2 separate regions of the Gossypium hirsutum genome follow, and region 2 is linked to region 1. The links are chromatin contacts, called in public Hi-C maps. All regions are on one chromosome and are shown on one strand. The core of a region is the stretch at or near the end of the contact, and the rest is flanking DNA. Distances in the headings are between cores, read along the strand shown. Region 1 holds the start of LOC107950887 (pentatricopeptide repeat-containing protein At3g63370, chloroplastic). Region 2 holds the start of LOC107951271 (ETO1-like protein 1).

The links. A called contact is a pair of places that touch in the nucleus more often than the background predicts.
Region 2: a contact with region 1 is called in a Hi-C map of leaf, with 1.5 times the contacts expected there. The contact joins the promoter of LOC107951271 here to the promoter of LOC107950887 in region 1. A contact is called at or near these places in 2 of 34 Hi-C or Micro-C datasets (both in leaf).

Annotation. Positions count from the first base shown.
Region 1 is chrA08:11,175,876-11,181,728 of Gossypium_hirsutum_v2.1, reverse strand. LOC107950887 (pentatricopeptide repeat-containing protein At3g63370, chloroplastic) reads left to right here and starts at 1,800. Exons shown (of 1, transcript XM_016885810.2): 1 at 1,800-5,109. The coding sequence starts at 1,832. The coding sequence ends at 4,681. It overlaps TRNAK-UUU (transfer RNA lysine (anticodon UUU)), which reads right to left and starts at 1,702; the gene lies at 1,630-1,702.
Region 2 is chrA08:11,485,840-11,491,533 of Gossypium_hirsutum_v2.1, reverse strand. It overlaps LOC107951271 (ETO1-like protein 1), which reads left to right and starts at 2,420. Exons shown (of 5, transcript XM_016886269.2): 1 at 2,420-3,478; 2 at 3,569-5,281; 3 at 5,425-5,694. The coding sequence starts at 3,345.

The DNA.
Region 1 (5,853 bases), core at 551-3,050:
TATATTTGTGATATTCAAGTATGTTATATGAAAGTGATATGTGAATAAATGCATTAGTGGACTTATAGGAAATATGATACATGATAATGAAATGATTTTAAGGTTGAACAAAGGGGATTAGGAGAGGAGAAGTGGGTTATGTGATGTGTTTAATGGAGTTTTGTTATTAGAGTTCCATTAAAGGTCAAGAGTTCTGTTTTGACCTAATGTATCGAAATTATTGAAATTTTTTAAGACTCACTAAGGACTGCAAAAGTGTTATGTGAAAGTAAAAGTGTTATAATGATATATGTGTTTCAGTAATACATGTGAATTAAGTAAAAGTGTTATAATGATATATGTGTTTCAGTAACACATGTGAATTAAGTATTAAGTGAAACATGTGACTTAAGAGTTTATGTTATGTTTGTGACATGAGACAAAGATTTATGTGAATGTGAAAGTTGATTAGTGACTATATGTGTTAAAGTAAAAACTATAAGTTAGAAAATTAATTTAAATGATTTTATGTTTTCGAAAATGAATTGAAATTTTAAGCATATTAGTGAAAGAAACTATGTGAATAAATATTATTAAAATTTTACTTGAATTGTATATATATCAAAATGGTAAGATTGAATCCAGTTGAGTACTTACTAGCTATTCACGTAGCTTAACGCATTTGTTTTAAATGCATAGGTGATAGATAAGTTTTGAAAAGAGTCGAGGATTGCTACTTCGGTTTGAATCACATCACTCCTCAACTTCAAGTTCAAGCAATTTGGTATATATATTTTGGATTTAGTTTAGCATGTACTTAGGTTTATTAGTAAAAAAAAAAGTGAATTATGTATAAATAATAATGTTTTGTTCTATAAGTTACCTTGATTATAATGAAACAAGAATATGTTTAAGTGGTGAGTTTAATGTTTAAATGTAACATCTTTTACTTGGATTGGGTGAGGGCTATTACAAACTAAATTGACAAATTTTGTAAATTTGAGACTAAATTTATTGAATTTTTAGACTTTGAACTAAAAGGACAAATTTTTGTAAACATTGAGGACTATTTGTTGAGTTTTTTTAGATTTAGAATCAAGTTGATAGAATGTGTAAACATTTTAAGGCTAAATTTGTTATTAAGCCAATAAAAATGGCCAACATCAGTTCTTCATCACTCGTTTAATAACAACATCTAATTGGAGAGTGATTAGAATATTTAATTTCGAAAAGTTGAGTGGTTAAATAAAAAAGTTAGCAGTAGAGTGGCTAAAATAGAACTAAAGATATAGTTGGATGGCTATTCTTTTATTTTACCCTAATACTTTAAAAGAAAATATTTGATACACTAGTAGTGAAGTTTTTATACTTCACAAGTAAGATTAGGGAGTTGAGAAGTGTCCTATAAAATATAGTAAAATATTAAAAAATTATATTTAAAAAAGAAACACATATAACTTTTTAAAACTATTTATAAAATAAAAAAATACACTACCAATATACTAAATATTAACCCTTACTTTAAACATAAATAAAATAAAATAAACCTCAAAGAATGTTCTATTTTTTCCTTTTTCTCTTCTCCACGTGACCAGATCTTGAAAGACAACAAGAAAAAGTAAAATTGAGCTGATGAAATTATCAACAAAAGGCCGTCTGTTTGAATCGAACCCACGACCACGTGATTAAAAGCCGCGCGCTCTACCGGCTGAGCTAAGACGGCTTGAGATTTCATTAGTTATTATTCATTATATTAATCAATTCGAAATGTTATTCCATAACAATACCATTGATCATGCGACTGCAGTCTTATCTTACACTGAGCGTCGTCCTGTCCTGCACTTGCCCTCTAATGCCCGCTTCTTTGGTTCATCTGCACACTAATAATTGCTCTTCAATTTTCGCTCACCCCCCTATGTTAATCCAAACACAAATAAACCCTACTCTCAAAATCCCATCTTTTTCTCGTAAACCCATCCAAACCCATACTTTAAAGGATATTTGCCTTCGAGGAAACCTCAAGGAAGCATTTCAATCGCTACCAGTTTCATCCAATGATCACCCGGACGAGACTTATGCCCCGGTTCTTGAACTTTGTGCTCAAAAGAAAGCTCTTTCTCAGGGGCTACAAATTCACGCCCACATGATAAAGTCTTGTTCCGTCTCCGAATCCATGTTTTTAGCTACTAAGCTTGTGTTTATGTATGGAAAATGCGGGTCAGTTCGGAATGCGGAGAAAGTGTTTGATCAAATAGGTCAACGAAGTATTTTTACTTGGAATGCTATGATAGGAGCTTATGTTTCAAATGGGAAACCTTTTGAAGTTCTTCAAACCTATAAAGAAATGCGGGTTTTGGGAGTTCCTCTTGATGCTTATAGTTTTCCTTCTCTGCTTAAAGCTAGTGGTTTGCTAAAAAATCTCTATTTAGGGGCTGAAATTCATGGTCTGGCTGTCAAGTTTGGGTATGATTCTACTGTTTGTGTTGTCAATTCTTTAGTTGCTATGTATGCCAAATGTGATGATCTTTTTGGAGCAAGGAGATTATTCGGGAGAATAGATCAAAAAGACGATGTAGTTTCATGGAATTCTATAATTTCAGCATATTCTTCAAATGGAAGATCTATGGAAGCATTGGAACTTTTCAGGGAAATGCAAAAGGCTGGTCTTGACTCTAATACTTACACTGCTGTTGCTTGTCTTCAGGCTTGTGGAGATTATTCCTTTAGGAAATTAGGTAAGGAGATACATGCTGCTGTGTTGAAATCAGCTCAGCTTCTTGATGCTTATGTTGCTGGTGCTTTGGTTGCTATGTATGTCAGATGTTGTAAGATGAGTGAGGCTGTAAGAACTTTTAACAAATTGGAAGAAAAGGATAAAGTAGCCTGGAATTCTGTGCTTACTGGGTTTATCCAAAATGGTATGTGCAGTGAGGCTTTGCATTTCTTCCATGATTTTCAGAATGCTGGTGAAAAACCTGACCAGGTTACAGTAATAAGCATCTTGGTAGCTTGTGGGCGAATGGGTTACCTATTGAATGGTATGGAATTGCATGCTTATGCAATAAAAATTGGATTTGATTTAGACTTGCAGGTTGGAAATACTCTTATAGATATGTATGCAAAGTGTTCTTGTGTGAACTACATGGGCTATGCTTTTAATAGGATGCCCGATAAAGATTTAATTTCTTGGACTACTGTCATTGCTGGCTATGCACAAAACAGTTATGCTTTAAAGGCTTTTGAATTGTTCCGAGAAGTACAATTAATAGATATTGATGTTGATCCCATGATGCTAGGTAGTATACTGCTGGCTTGTAGTGAACTGGCGTGTGTGTCCCAAGTGAAAGAAATTCATGGTTATATTATGAGAAGAGGCCTGTCTGATGTTGTGCTGCAAAACATGATTGTTGATGTATATGGAGAATGTGGAAACATAGACTATGCTGTGCAAACATTTGAGTCAATCCAGTTTAAAGATGTTGTGTCTTGGACAAGCATGATTTCTGCATATGTCCACAATGGGCTTGCTAATGAAGCTCTTGAACTGTTCCATATCCTAAACAAAACTAATATTCACCCTGATTCTATTGCATTAAAAAGTGCACTCTCTGCTGCTTCCAGTTTGTCTGCCTTGAAGTATGGGAAAGAAATCCATGGCTTTATTATTAGGCATAACTTCTCCGAAGGATCAATTGCCAGCTCTCTTGTGGATATGTATTCTCGATGTGGAATGGTTGAGAATGCACACACAATATTTAAGTCTATTCAAAGTAAAGATTTAGTCCTATGGACAAGCATGATAAATGCATATGGAATGCATGGCCATGGAAAAGTTGCCATTGATTTATTCAATAAGATGAAGGAAAATCTCACTCCAGATCATGTAGCGTTTTTGTCAGTTCTATATGCTTGCAGCCATTCAGGACTGACTGCTGAAGGTAGACAATTTTTTGAGATCATGAAATATGAATATCAATTGGAACCATGGCCAGAGCACTATGCTTGTCTGGTTGATCTCCTTGGTCGGGCAAATTGCTTAGAAGAGGCATTTGAATTTGTGAAAAGCATGCAGATGGCACCTACTGCTGAAATTTGGTGTGCACTCCTTCGGGCTTGCCAAGTACACTCAAATCAAGAACTAGGAGAAATTGCAGTGCAGAAACTTTTGGAGTTAGGGTCCACAAATCCCGGACATTATGTGCTTGTTTCTAATGTCTTTTCAGCTAAAGGAAGATGTAAAGATGCTGAAAAAATTAGAAGTAGAATGAAGGAGCGAGGCCTGAAGAAAAGTCCTGGATGTAGTTGGATTGAGGTGGGGAACGGGATTCATACTTTCATGGCAAGAGACAAGTGTCATCCAGAGTGTCATCATATAACCAAGAAATTGGATCAAATCACGGAAAAGCTGGAGAAGGAAGGAGGTTATATAGCTCAAACAAAGTTTGTTTTGCACAATGTGGAGGAAAATGAGAAAGTTAAGATGCTATATGGGCACAGTGAAAGATTAGCCATTGCATATGGTCTGCTCAAGACTGCTGAGCAAACCCCCATTCGGGTTACAAAGAATCTACGTGTCTGTGGTGATTGCCATACTTTCTGTAAGTTAGTCTCTAAACTCTTTGGACGGGAACTACTTGTGAGGGATGCCAATAGATTTCACCATTTTGAGGATGGGGTTTGTTCTTGTGGGGATTTCTGGTGAATGTTACATCCAATTATTTGAATTGGACTTTTCGACATTCTTCTTGCTGAAGGTATTGGAATCATTCTCAGTTGATCAAGCCGTTTTTCTTTATGTCATTCGTTCTGGTTCAAATCTGCTAAGAGCGAATAGAATTATGATCATTACCCTGGTGGCAGCGCCCCATTTCGAAGGCTGATATGCCAAAGCTGCTATCAAGATTGCCAATAATGATTCAATTGCAAGATATTACTAATATACCCCTGTTTTGGATGGAAATTGCATGCGCCATGCTAGAAGAAGTGCCTAAAATGGGGATGAATATGTAATCATATTGACTCCTGTTTTCGCTCATTGCATGGCTGATTCATTATTGTTGTATATTATGATTTTAACACGACTGGAAACAATGAATTCATATTGAATGTAGATATTTTAAATGTTTTGTTTCCACTAGAGTAAATCAATACCTTCACAAAATTTGCCCCATGAAAATGCAGTGAATCTGCTTGATGATAATCTCTGGTCAGCATTTAACACAATCTTCATCGCTCTGCCGTGCCGCAGGTGGCTGCTTGTGCTAAATAGAAAGTGATGATGGATTATGAAAGTGAACATGTTAATGGAGAGGGAGGAAATGGACCAAAAGGCTCCAACGGGAAAAAAGTGCCTTGCGATGAAAATCCTCTCCACCATGCCACAACTTGTACTCGAAATGGATGACCGTGCACAAGTTGGACATGTCTTGTGTTTTGGTCTTAAAGAGAAGTTATGAATCTCGCCTTCTTCAACTTTAACTTTCAAAACGTTTTTATGAACAAAATAGCAAAGTCCAATGAATCAAAGTGAAGAATTCATTGCAGGTTAGAATTATACGTGGATGTTATAGGTACATGAAAAAAAATTGAAAAGAACTTAAGAAATGAGCAACCTTTTATAACAAGTTTCCAGTTTCATGTCTTAAAAAAGGCGGGTCCTAGCTGAGGAAGCTTCCCCAGTTGCCACTTAATATATATATACATATATATATTATGTGTATATCAGTTTCTCACATCGTTACTCCACTGAAATACCCTCTCGCTCATTGGGTCTCGGCGATTATTGCTTTCCTTTCCTTTTTGTCACTGTTTAGATTTTAAAGCTCTCAACAGACCTCTTCATTTACCTCCAGAGAATGATAATTTCTCTCTTTT
Region 2 (5,694 bases), core at 1,171-3,670, 310 kb before region 1:
AATTATTCGTTTCCCACCCATTTAGTCTGTTATGGACTTTATTAACCACAAATTCAAAAGTACTTACACTAACTTTCTTATGAATGAGAGGCATACTAAGATACATTCCAAGATCCTCAACTCGAACAAACCCCACCTTCCTACATATAACCGTAGCTAAATCATCCGGTACATTAGGTGAGAAGAAAACCTGAGACTTATTCCTATTCACCTTTTGACCCAAATAATAACAAAATGTATACTGAATATCATTAACAATTTCTTCTTGCCTCGAATTAGCCTCACAAAAGAGCATTAAATTGTATGCAAAGAACAAATGCGATAACATCGGGCCTTCCTAGATAACAACAAAGGCTTCAACCTCCCCTGAATGATAGCTTCTTTAATTAAGTGTTCTAGTTTCTCCATACAAACCACAAACATATATAGCGAAAGAGGATCTCCTTGTCGAATACCCCATAATGGTTTAAATTCATATGTAACTGCGCCATTCTAGAGCGCCTGAAATGATGATAATGATCTACAATTTAAGATAACAGTGTTTAATATAGTTTGGTAAACTTGCTTTTGAAAGTGTTCTTCTAAGAAATCTCATCTAACTCAATCATAAGCCTTTTTAAGATCAATTTTTAACACCATCCCACGTTTTCTGCCTCTGAAATTTCGCATAGAATATTCTGCCTCCTGAGCAATAACGATGTTATCTGAAATGTTCCTACCCATCGTGAAACTAGTCTGGTTCTGTTTAGTAAACTTAACCATCAATAGATGTAACCTATTAACAATTGTCCGTGTGACGATCTTATATAAAACTGTATATAAACTTGTTGGCCTAGTCTTTAATGTATTTACTTAATATGATTTAAAAATTAAAATTCAATGTATATAGTAGTTAATAAAATTATTTTAAACTAGGAGGGAAGCAATGAAGTATACAAATTCATCTACTGTCCATGAACCATATTTAGACACGTAATTAATAAATTAATGGGTAATTGTAAAATATTAAAATAAATATAATTATTCTATATATATATATATTAGATTATAGTGCACTCATAATATCAGTGAAAAAAAATTATATAATTAATAATGTCAAAAGTTTATATAAAAATCAAACGAATATTTAGTTAAAATGGTAAAATTAAATATATAAAATTCATTATACATCATAGGTTGAAATATCACTAAGATTAAAAATTTATTGAGTTTATATAAAAAAATATAAAAAGACAAAAATATCCTCATGATTAGAGGTAACCATGGGCCGGATTAAGTCAATGCCTGATTCTCAAATATTGTCAAGCCCAAACTTGATTTCGGGCCGGGTTGCCAAAAAATTCATTTTACTATTTAAAAATTAATATAATATGAAAAATATATTTTAGTTACTATTTTATATATTTTTGTAATTTAATTTTAATTTTAAAAATATTTTTTATTATTTAAATTGAAATTGGGTAGGCTCATGTCGGGCCGAAGTGAAAAAATCATTGTCCAAGCTCAACTTGAATCAGGCTGAGCTTACTGGGCCAAGCAGACTATTCAACCCTTAGTTAGGTGCACTCATGATTATATAACTTATTTTGTATGCAAAATGTCATTTTAATAATTTTTAACTAAGTTGATGCTTTGATTGACTCGTGACATTAACTCAATTAAAGGTTTAATATAAATATATATTTTTTAATAGGTGGTATATAATTCACTAATAATATATACTTATACACAGACAATGCATCAAATATAAATCTATTCAATTATTCACATTAAAATAATTTCAAATGATTAAAATTTGAGAAAATATTTAATAAACTACTCCGCAAATAAAAAAACACATGATAATTAAAAAAAAAAAACTAACCCTCCAAATTATACATATTTAAAATTAAGGGGAGTGCATTCACAATATTGTCTATTGAAATTTACTGGTTAAATTAAACAAGGGAATAAAACACATTTTGGTACCTGAAATTTGCTTCAGGGTTCAAATTAATACTTAAGGGTTTTTTTGTCTAATTAGGTACTTGAACTTGGCTTTAAGGTTAAATTTGGTACCTAAAACTTATTTTAGTCCAATTTGGCACCTGAACTTAGTTTCTTGGTTCAAATTGGTACCTAAACTTGGCTTTATCATCCAAATTAGTACTTATGGTAAATGACTTATTTGAATCAATTTGAACTATGGAGCTAAGTTCAGGTACTAATTTGAACAGAAAAAGAAAATTTAGATACCAATTTGAACCTTGAAGCCAAATTCAGATACTAAATGCATATTTACCTATAGACAGGTATAAAACTAAATTATAAACATAGATTGACTAAAATTTAAAATTGCAAAGAGTATAGGGACTGAAAGTAAAATTAGACCTATGACACGTATGTATATGTAATTAATATATGGATTGATGTTTATTTTAGTTATTCTTTGGGGGTACTTCCAACAAACAGTAGATGCCTGCAATCTTTCTGGTCTCCAACGCAAGGAAAAGTGTGAGAAAAAAGTAAAAGGAAAAACTTTCCCTTCTACCAAACAAAAGAAACGTTACAAAAAGCATAGGAAGGTGGAAAACTAAGAAAATATTTTCCCTTTTGGATTCCCACACTTCGTTCAAACTTTGATCTCCCATCCCATTGCCTTCTAAAAAGTCTCAGCTCTGCTTTTTCTTCAAATTTTCCAAACCCCCAAAATCCAATTCTCTCTCTGTCTCTATCATAAGAGTGTGTTTGTTAAGGTGTTTTGGCTTTATTGTTGTTTTTTTAAAAAAAAATTTTGGCTTTATTGTTAAAGGCTATAATTTGGGTTTTGGTAGCCTTTGGGGTAAAGATCTTTGGTTAACTGTTAGATGTTGGTGGCTAATTGGTAGTTTCTAATTTAGTTTTTTTTTAAAACTATTTTCTTTTTAGCAAAGACCATTTACTTAATTGTTTTAACACCAAAACTTAGTTGATCTTCATTTTTTTTCTTTTGTGGAATAGAATCAACCAGGAATTTTTTTTTTTACTGTGAAGCCCACTATTTTTTGTGTAAATTCTTGGTTGTCCCAGCTTGTTATAAGATACCCATATTGAAAATATAGTGAATGATTGTTTGTTTCTGGAATTTTGTTTGCTTGTATTAAATGTTTACAATAGAAACTTTGTTGCTTGGTGAGGTAGGAAGTGCTTTTCTTTTTTCATTTACTAAATAGGATTAGTGTGACTGTTTTTCCTCTTTTTACTTCTGTGTTTCTCCCTTTCTTTGAAGGATTTTTTGTTGGTTTATTTTTACTTTTTGAGTTTTTGAGAAAAGACCCAATTTGGCTATTGTGGAGATCTGGGACTTGTTTAATCTGTTATGCCCAATGAGGGCTTTCCTTCCATCTGATTCATGTAAAGAAACACAGCTCAATGCCATTAATCCTCAGTCTTGGCTCCAAGTTGAAAGAGGGAAATTTTCCAAACTATCATCTTCATGTACCACCGCCTCTTCATCCATGTAAGTTTTTTTTTTTTGGTTCATTTCTGGGATTCTTCTATGGTTTTCATTTTTTTTATTGAGATTGTTTTGTTGGTATAATTGTTGTAGAGAATCATTTATCAAGGTTCCTGAGCCACCCATAGTGCCATTCTTTAAACCTGTTGATTATGTAGAAGTCTTAGCTCAAATTCATGAAGAACTCGAATCGTGTTCTTTGCAAGAGAGGTCGAATCTGTATTTATTACAATTTCAGATCTTTAGAGGGCTTGGGGAAACCAAATTGATGCGGGGAAGCCTCCGGTCTGCTTGGCAGAAGGCTGGGACGGTCCATGAGAGGCTTGTGTTTGTGGCATGGTTGAAGTATGAGAAGCAAGGGGAAGAACTTATTGTTGACTTGCTTGCAACTTGCAATAAATGTGCACAAGAGTTTGGACCGATGGATGTTGCTTCTCAGTTTCCGGTTGAGGTGGATGGGGCTTCGCAGGAGACCGTTGTGACGGATGGGGAAAAGAGCCTGAAAAATGTGAACTTTTGGATAGGAGATGAGAAAATAGTTTGCCGTAGGCAGAAAATAGCTTCTCTTTCAGCCCCCTTTCATGCTATGCTTAATGGTTACTTCAATGAATCGCTTTGCGAGGACATAGATTTATCTGAAAATAATATCTCCCCATTGGGGTTGAGGACCATCAGTGTGTTCAGTGTGACGGGCTGCCTGAGTGATGTCCCACCTGATCTTTTGTTAGAAATATTAGTTTTTGCAAACAAGTTTTGTTGTGAGAGACTCAAAGACGCTTGTGATAGGAAACTCGCATCTTCAGTTTGCACCAAAGATGATGCTGTGGAGCTTATGGAATATGCCATTGAAGAGAATTCTCCTGTACTTGCTGCATCATGTTTGCAAGTTTTTCTACACGAACTGCCTGATTGTTTGAATGATGAAAGAGTAGTGGAAATATTTAGCCATGCCGATAGACAGCAGAGGTTGATCATGGCTGGACAGGCCTGTTTTTCTCTTTACTGTTTATTAAGTGAAGTAGCCATGAACCTCGATCCTCGATCTGATAACACTGTTTGTTTCCTAGAACAATTGATTGAATCTGCTGAAACCGACAGGCAGAGACTGTTAGCTTTTCATCAGTTGGGATGTGTAAGGCTTCTAAGGAAAGAGTATGATGAAGCTGAAAGTCTTTTTGAGAGAGCTGTAGGTTTAGGTCATGTTTACTCTATAGCAGGTTTGGCTAGATTGGGTTACATTAAGGGTCATAAACTTTGGTCCTATGAGAAGCTTAGCTCGGTGATTTCTTCTGTTAATCCACTAGGATGGATGTATCAGGAGAGGTCATTATATTGTGAGGGTGATAAGAGGTGGGAAGACCTCGAGAAAGCAACCGAACTGGACCCAACTCTTACCTACCCCTACATGTATCGGGCTGCTTCCCTAACGATGAAACAGAATGTTCAAGCTGCTCTTGGTGAGATCAACCGAGTTCTTGGGTTTAAACTTGCTCTAGAATGCTTGGAACTCCGATTTTGTCTTTATTTGGCTAATGAGGATTACAAAGCAGCCTTGCGCGATGTTCAGGTAATTCTAACACTTTCCCCAGATTACAGAATGTTCGAGGGACGAGTGGCAGCATCCCAGCTCCGTACACTTGTGCATGAGCATGTTGACAACTGGACAACAGCAGATTGTTGGATGCAGCTATATGATAGGTGGTCTTCTGTAGATGATATAGGATCTCTCTCTGTAATCTACCAAATGCTTGAATCCGGTGAGGCGAAAGGTGTTTTATACTTCCGACAATCATTACTTCTCCTCAGGTATCCTCAATCTTCCGAACTTTACAAAACCGAGCATTAACTTTTTTGAAAAAGAAACATGTTAATGCCTCTAATAAGTACTTATGAATGCCAGACTTATGCTTATATGACTTGCAATGATTTTGGTGCCTTGAGTTGATCAGGTTAAATTGTCCTGATGCGGCTATGCGAAGTCTAGAATTAGCTTGTCAACATGCGTCTAATGAACATGAACGCCTAGTTTATGAGGGATGGATCCTATATGATACCGGTCACTGTGAGGAAGCGCTTGGAAAAGCGGAAGAGTCTATTAGAACCAAGAGATCATTTGAAGCCTTCTTCCTTAAAGCTTATGCATTGGCCGACTCTAGCATGGATTTTTCATGTTCTTCAACAGTTATCTCATTGCTTGAAAATGCCTTGAAATGCCCCTC